2 separate regions of the Oryctolagus cuniculus genome follow, and region 2 is linked to region 1. A link is a contact called in public Hi-C data. All regions are on one chromosome and are shown on one strand. Each heading gives the region's core, a stretch centred on a gene start, on an enhancer-like site or on the middle of the called end of the contact. The rest is flanking DNA. Distances are from core to core; before and after follow the strand shown. Region 1 has its middle 58 kb from the start of BASP1. Region 2 holds the start of BASP1 (brain abundant membrane attached signal protein 1).

The links. Hi-C and Micro-C count contacts between places; a contact is called where the count stands out from the background.
Region 2: a Hi-C map of an unstated tissue shows a contact between it and region 1, with 2.8 times the contacts expected there. The contact joins the promoter of BASP1 here to the enhancer-like site in region 1. A contact is called at or near these places in 4 of 6 Hi-C or Micro-C datasets (ear pinna, embryonic fibroblasts, skin fibroblasts and 1 more).

The regions. Positions count from the first base shown.
Region 1 is chr14:46,188,086-46,192,350 of mOryCun1.1, reverse strand. No RefSeq gene overlaps it. Among named protein-coding and RNA genes, the nearest start is that of BASP1, 58 kb to the left of the region's middle. Within about 2 kb of position 2,865, at least 2 of the 8 cell types and tissues checked have an H3K27ac peak or open chromatin away from gene starts, as enhancers often do.
Region 2 is chr14:46,245,169-46,249,419 of mOryCun1.1, reverse strand. It overlaps BASP1 (brain abundant membrane attached signal protein 1), which reads right to left and starts at 1,257. Exons shown (of 2, transcript XM_070056613.1): 1 at 1,120-1,257.

The DNA of each region.
Region 1 (4,265 bases), core at 1,616-4,115:
ACCAGTAAACAGCAGGACCTGCTCCTGATTGGAGGAGAGCAGCGTACTCGGCGTGTGGGCAGCCGAGTTGGGATTGGTGGAAGAGGACTATAAAGGAGGAGAGAGACAACATGCACCAGGAACATCTAGGGGGAACATCTATCTGAAGGAACACCTGTGCAGCCTCCGAGAGAGCCGGCCGGCGGTGTGCCGCTCCCCCGCGGAAGTGGGGAATGTGGCAGGGGGAACCGCCCTTCCATGGAGGTGGAAGGGTCGGTAGCCAACCCGGGAAGAACCAGCAGCAAACCCGGGAAGGGCCGAGCAGACGAAAGAACAGCGCAGGGTCCTGTGTCGTTCCTCCACGAAGACGGGGAGCGACATAATGGTGCCGTGACTCGGATATGAAGCCTAGGCAGGGTCCTGTGTCGTTCCCCCACGAAGACAGGGAGCGACATAATGGTGCCGTGACTCGGATATGAAGCCTAGGCAGGGTTTAGTGTCGTTCCTCCACGAAGAGGGGGAGCGACATGAACTCTTAACATAGGTTCAACATATGTATATAAAGTCAGTTGAAAATAGATCTCATTAAAATATAAGAGTGAAGGGGCAGTGCTGTGGCAGAGTAGGTAAAGCCACTGCCTGCAATGCCAGCATCCCATATGGGCGCTGGTTCAAGTCTCACCTGCTCCACTTCCAATCCAGCTCTCTACTGGCCTAGGAAAGTAGAAGACGGCCCAAGTCCCTGGGCCCCTGCAACCACATGGGATATTTGGAAGAAGCTCCTGGCTCCTGGCTTCAGATCAGCGCAGCTCCGGCCATTGCGACCAACTGGGGAGTGAACCAGCAGAAGGAAGACCTCTGTCTGTCTCTGTCTCTCTCTCCCTCCCTCCCTCCCTCTCCTCTCTCTGTGTAACTCTGACTTTCGAATAAATAAATAAATCTTTTAAAAAATAAGAGTGAAAATAAGAGAGGGAGGAGGAGGAAGGGTGGGAGTATGGGTGGGAGGGCAGGCATGATGGGAAGAATCATCATGTTCTAAAGTTGTAATTATGAAGTGTATGAAGTTTGTAACTATAAAAAAATCCTTTCATGTTAATACATGTAGATATAATTAATTCATTTTAAATGGCTATATCATATTCAATTTGTGAAAACACAAAAACTTGTTTATCCATTTTTTTGAAAAAAGATATAATAAGGATGGGACTGGATGGTGTAATGGTATAATAGGTTATGCCTCTGCCTGTGGTGCTGCTGGTTTGAGTCCCAGCTCACTTCTGATCCATCTCCCTCCTAATGGCTTGGGAAAGCAGTGGTAGATGACCTAAGTGCTTGGGCCCCTGCACCCACGTGGCAGACCCAGCTCTAGCCATTGTGGCCAGTTGGGGAATGAACCAGCAGGTGGAAAACTTCTCTCTCTGTCTCTCCCTCTCTCTGTCCGTAATTCTACCTCACTAACAAATAAATAAATCTTTTTTAAAAAAAGATATAAAGGGGGCCAGCGCTGCGGCTCACTAGGCTAATCCTCTGTCTTGCGGCGCCGGCACACCGGGTTCTAGTCCCGGTCAGGGCGCCGGATTCTGTCCCGGTTGCCCCTCTTCCAGGCCAGCTCTCTGCTGTGGCCAGGGAGTGCAATGGAGGATGGCCCAAGTGCTTGGGCCCTGCACCCCATGGGAGACCAGGATAAGTACCTGGCTCCTGCCATCCGATCAGCACAGTGCTCCGGCCGCAGCGTGCTGGCCGTGGCAGCCATTGGAGGGTGAACCAACGGCAAAGGAAGACCTTTCTCTCTGTCTCTCTCTCTCACTGTCCACTCTGCCTGTCAAAAAATAAAAAAAAAGATATAAAGGGGAGTGAGTGTGTTGGGATAGAAATCAGCTTTATGACGCTCATCTCAGGCATTGTCTACTCATTAATTGAAGCATAATTTAATAATCATGAAGTACATAGACACCTGATTCAATGGGCTGTGACCATCACATTCATCTGTGTAAACTACCATTCCAATCAAGCTAAAAATGCTATAGAAAATTCTCTCATGTTCCTTTCCAGTCACTGTTAATGCCCTTCACCCCAAGAAGGCATTGTGATTTCTGTAGTCATAGACTGGTTTCATTCATTCTAGAACATGTCTCTGGAATCTCATCTTTGAAGCTATATGGTTACAGAAGGCAGATAGTGAGTTATTTTCCCATTGACTTGGGAGTCAGAGGCTCAAGGCCCATCAGGCAGCAGAGTGAGTGCCAGATGGAGTGTTGGTATTTGCTGCTTTTCCCAAAGAAGCATATAAATTCCTTAAAAGCAGATTCTGGTTCTTTTACAGGGTTTACCAATATGATGCACATATTACTTCCTCAACAGTAGTTATTTGGGTGATACCGTTATATCCTCTACATTCACTCATTCAGCAGAAACCTACGATTATCCATTTATGTGCCCAGGACTGTGCAGGTGCTGGTTATAAACAGGGTCCACTGAACTTACGTCCTCTGGGGCTCACATTCCAGATGGAGAGACAGTTGCCAGAGGCAGGTTTAATATTGCTCTATTGGCTGGACCATGAACTAGAATTTGAGCCTCGGGGCCACATTTCATTACTTATCCCACCATTTATTCACAATCCACTGTGCACCAGACACAGTTCAGTACTGGGACAAGGCAAAAATAAATGAAGCATGGATAATAATAAATGAAGCTACCTCCAGCAGTTTGCCTTTTAGGAGTTATTGATCTCTGGCAAGAAGTCTCTGCTTTAAAAAAAAAAAAAAAAAAAAAAAAAAAAAAAAAAAAAAAAACTCTATCTGCTTTCTCCAGTGTTATGCACAGGAAACAAAAATCCAGCGAATCTTTTCCAGCTAACCCACACTTTGATCCATTTTCATGAGTCACGTCTCAAGCTGCTTTGGATGGGAGTCACCAGGCAGCTTTGAAAGAAGTAAGAAACCAGCACTGCAAGGCAAAGACAGAAAGATTTTTCTTTCCTGCAATATTTCAGGCACTTTGCAGTCTTGGTCAGTTCACTGTTAGCAGAGACTTAAGAAAATAAACCACATGCTATAAGAAGGTGTACTTTGGGGATTTATACAGTTCCTTGAAAACACAACATAAAGTGTCTCAAGCCAATAAAATCAACACCCGTCCCTCCCAATACATACACATTCTCTTGCTTGCCCTGACCCTCCCTTTCTCAAGGTAAGCCACTGTAGCTATGAGAGGACAATAAGTTTCAGCCGTTTTCTACAGATGAATGTTACAGATCATGGGACAGGACAGAGCCAGAACAATCGAGTCCTCCTTGGCCAAAACTTTCCCATTAGTGTATCAGAAGTGTGCAGGCTCTGATTGCAGAATAAGTAAACAGGACATAATGGGTTTTCAATAAATGCTACCGAGCCAGACTCCAAGACTATTTGGGGAGGTTTATTTGACATGCAGAGCCGGCTGGGGGAATTGAGGACAGAAGGGTGAAGGGAGTTGAAGTTCAGGAATAAAACTGACACCCGGGGGTGGGTTGTGACCCACATGCAACATGGCAAGGAGGTGAGGCTGTCACAACACCTGAGACTCTGGAACGACACCTGGATTGGAACAGTTTGTCGGGATAATTAAAATCTCTGAGGGAGATGAGACTTAAAGAGTTTGGGGACTTCTTTTTGTCTGTTTTATTTTCATTTTCGTCTGGGGGAACATTTTCTGTTAGTTTTGTTTAAAAAGACCTAAAACCAAGTATAGCGAAGAGTGTAAAACCACAGAGCTGGTTTGAGCCAGAACCTGATGCTGAGTCTCTCTATTCCCAGTCCAGAATATTTTCTCACCCACTATTCCCCTTCCCTTCTCTGCCGCGGGCATAGCCATAGGGAAACACCAAATGGAGAACACCAAGCCTCAGGAAAAATTGTAAATGTTTATGCTCTAATAGGTTGCAGTTAGTTTTTGTAGAGTGACTGAATTTCTTCCTGACTTTAACTAGAAATAATTTACACATACACTAGAGTTTACTTGAACTAAGATTTCTTGGAGAAGAGCAGGCTGAACAATTGGGAAAGAGAGAGAGACTCTAGTTCCAGTGAAACCAGGGTGGCTGCAGAACAGACCGTCCTTGGGAGCCCCTAGCCTGCTTGCTCACTTGTGGTTAACCAGGTAATGAGATAACCAACAAAAGGCCAGCACATTTGGAAGCGAATCCAAACATGGTTTCTTTTGTGCTTTAGTGTCTTTGGTCAAGTTCTCCAGAAGCCGGCAGGTCTGAGACCAACATCCTGGTGCTTGTGGTGTATGGAAGGACG
Region 2 (4,251 bases), core at 8-2,507, 59 kb before region 1:
GAACAGGAACATGTGTGTAGTTCCAAAGGACACCGCAATTTCCCAAGATCATGGTGAATTTGGGAAGGAAAGCAAGCAGGTCAAATCTGATCACAGTAAACGTGCATCGTTTAGGCCAGAAAGATGCTAACCACTCAACACAAATCTTCTCATTTCATCCACAGCACCCTATGCAGCAGGAAGCGCTGCTATCCTCTGTAAGCGAACAAGTCTCTGCAGTTAAGGAACTTGGCCAAGGTCACAGATGAGTACAGAGTGGATAGTGAGGATGAAGGTGTGGGGAGGAAAATCATAGACTATGAAATACTCAAGAGGGAATTTTTTCAAGAGGAGAAAGAGTAACCGTTTGCAAATGATCACAAAAGTGTTAATGCAATGCTGAGTCTCCAGCCCAGCAGGTGCTATGTGGAAGGGAAGAAACCGGGGTGTTGTGGAGAGAGAAGGATTTCAGGGAGGGTGGCTGCTCTCTGAAGACTGCAGACACAGAAGAGATCATCCACCAAGGAATCATGACCCCCGACAACACAATGGAACCAGTAGTATGGGAGGAAAGGAGTGGCAGCGTCCACGGGAAGGACCCAGGGGCAGCAAAGGAGACATTACCAGAGGGCCAGGCTCCTCGGTGACGACAGGATGACAGGCCACGTGGAACTTGCCGGTCTCCAGGGTCCCCACACGCGTCCTGTTGTTCTCCTGTCCTCTGAGCTGCCAAGGCACTGGGACGCTTGGCCCGTGGTCAGCTGTCACCACACCAGGTGGAATCCTTGGGGCCACAGGTAAGATGGAGGAGGAAGGAGCTGTGCTGGGCGCTGCTGGCGGCTGGGAGCTGCCTGGCCTTGCAGGAGCATTAGCTGATCTAGGAAGCTTACTCTGGCATGACAAGGGAAGTCAGTAATCTCCTAAAGGGACATTCCTCCTTGCCCCCTGGAAAAGCTGACACAGAAATACTTTGCTTTACGCATCGTGGTATGTGCTGCCTGTTGGGAAGCGGTGAGATGAGGCACTCCCCCGAGCAGCAAGACCTGTGGGAATTAAAGTGTTTTAGGACCCAAAGCTCTATCTGTGGCCCTAGGTGCAGCAAGAATTATGTGGCAACCATGTGAGTAATCGCAAACTCACCACTTCCAGGCTGGTTTTCTAATCCTCCACCCTCTTTTTCGGTCATATTTCTATTTGGAAAATTCTCCACCAGGCACAAGCTGTGTCATAGACTTGCCCAACCTTCTTGTACTCCTGCCATCCTGGACCCCTGCAGGGCTGGATCATTAAAACAATTTCTGAGTTCCAGAAAAACACTTAAAAAAAAAGCCTCCTAGGAAATAAGTTTGAACTTACTGTAATTTCTGCTTCTGTTTAGTGTTCTGTGAAGACTCCTTCAAGCTGAGAACAGCCCAGTGCTTGAGCCATAATCATTTCTGTTTCCTTTTTCTTCTTTTCATTAGGAAAAGTTCCAAACATGCACAAGAGTATGGAGGGAAGAACGAAGATGCTCTGTGGATCCATCACCCAGAGTCAACATTTGACAGTCATCAACTCATGTTCACACTATTCAGTAGAAGATAGCAACCAAGGGAGGAAGGAAGAGGAGAAGAAATAAAAGAAAAAAGAAACATAAAACGTGTTGTACAAAGTTAGAGCATATTCCCTGCTCCCCGTGTATTTTCCCTGACTTTGGAACCCATGTTAGAACAGTTCTCAGTGCAAATTACATAGAATTGGTTTGGCAAAACTCCTCCTAGATTTTGAATTTCAATTACGATTTCAGGGAAATCATTACAAACCTTGTTAAGAGAGGACTCTGTCGCATTGTAGCTTACTCTTCTGAATGGGACTCTAAAACAAAACCGATTATTTATGCTAAGCTCACAATTTACTTCTTGGGGATTTTTAACCACATGCAGCAAATTCCAGTAAGAAGCTTAAAACATTTTCCCAGCTAAAAAAATACTGGGGGGAGGGGGGTACAAACAATATTTGATTTCTGAAAACTCCAGCCAAGTCGTGAAATGTGAAATTCCACATTTCAGATGGCTTAAAGCAGAACCCATAATGGGTTATCATTTTAGGATAAACCAATGGAGACAATTCCAGAGGGAGTCAGAACTGGCCCCTAAGTAGACAGGAGAAACATCAGCCAATCTGTTGGGAGCTTAGAGTATAATTCATTCTCTCTCTCTCTCTCTCTCTCTCCCCATCTCCCCTCCTTCTCCCTCTCTCTTCCTCTCCCTCTTTCTAAAACATGACTGATTGAGAACAGGAGAATATCTGGCATCAGTATTAACAGTCACACAGCCTCTTGCTCAAGTCCTGTTTTTGTTAGCAGGTGAAAAGGAAAGGGAAAACAGGAGCAGTGGGTACCAATTTTAGCTCAAGATCTAGACCATGTCATTTATTACAGAGTCATCTGAAACTGCCCATTGTGGCATTTGGTGAACTTAAGTGACTGCCCCAAAATACTGACCACGTCTACACGCAGCAAACAGGGCTTGGCGAGACATTCAGCAAGCAGGGTCTGAGATCTTGGCCAGCAGCATCTCTACCTCCACGTGGAATCCTCAATAGAATAACATACTTACGGCAGACACATCTCTGAAATGACTGCAGGTACACAGAGGAAGGGTGTGTGCATAGCTTTCACGTGCACACACACCATACACAAACGGAAATTAGGTGAGCCAGTCTCAAAGGGCCTGAATGCCTGGTGGGGGTGGAGGTGGGGGTAACAACTGCTTCATCACCTTGCCCTGCCCTCAAAGGTAAGTCAGATATCCAGGGATAGAACAGCTTCCTCAAGGTCTGCATTCCCCTGGGACAAACTCCCATTCCTGGCCATCTGCAAAAGCACAAGAGCAAAAACACCGTCCTGCGGAGAGTTAGTGGCCTGGGCTTTGTCCCCACTGCATCAGGAATGAGCAGTGCTTTAGGTTGAGGGCCTCATTTTCTTCCAGTCTGACATAAAGAGAGGAGGTAGAACAGATCATTTCTGAAGGTCTTAAGACAGCTCAGCATTCACAATGAATCCTAACACACAGTAGGGTCTTGCATCAGCCAGCATGAATTCAAATCTCAGCACTACGCATCTAAGCTCTGTGACTCTATGAATGCCATCTGACTTCTCTAGACAGAGGAAATCCTACAGCACAGGTTCTTACAAAGATTGTAGTCTTTGAACATCTAAAATGCTTGACTTGAGGCATAGCTCATGATGCTAAACCTTCCCTTCTATAATGCTATGGTTTCAAACCTCATGAAATCTGAGAAGTTTGCTTGTCTGCAACACTACTAGATAATTTAGCCTAAAATATTTTCTACTGGGGCTAGCTCTGTGGCCTAGTGGGTAAATCCTCTGCCTATAGTGCCGGCATCCTTTATGGGCACTGGTTCGAGTCACAGCTGCTCCACTTCTGTTCCAGCTCTCTGCTATTATCTGGGAAAGCAGTAGAAGATGGCCCAAGTCCTTGGGCCCCTGTACCTGTGTAGGAGACCTGGAAGAAGCTCCTGGCTCCTGGCTTCAGATTGGCCCAGGTCTGGCAGTTGCAGCCATTTGGGAATGAACCAGCAGATGGAAGACTCTTTCTTTGCCTCTCTGTCACTCTGACTTTCAAATAAATAAATAAATTTTTTAAAAAGTATTTCCACTGTAACTCATTACGCACTAAAGCACAGAAAGAATGCACTTTTACATCAAACCTCATACAAGTATTGCATACTCCATGCCTTATGTGAGACATTTTAGGAAGCTTTTCCCCCTTTTGTTCCAAGACACTTAGAAACAAAAGCAATGGTGCAAGTTACATTAAGTTGGGAAAGTGAAATCTTGACAAAGTTTATATTGCTAATTGAATTAAGTGTTTTAGCAGATCAAGGATGAATAGCTGAGTTCAACAAAATATTTCCTTTGATCTCAAGGTTTTCTACTTCAAAGTCTACCCAGGAGGGTCAGGCAGGCAGCTGCCAGCAGTCAGTTCCTGCTTTCTCTGCAATGAGAGGCTCCCAGGGAAGAGGGAATTGCAAAGAGTCTGCTCCCAAGCTGTACGAGTGCCTGCCACAGTTGGCCCTGTGCAGGCCTGATGCTGGTATGAGGTGTCCCTGAGAAAGACAAATGAGTCAGAATGTGTGAGTGCAAGGCTTGAGTCTGTCCCTTAGCCACACCCCATGAGAAAGTCCCTTGACATCAGTCTTCACATTCTCCAATGATATATGGGACAACACCCAATGTATTTATCTCATTGGTTTGATAAAAACACAAGG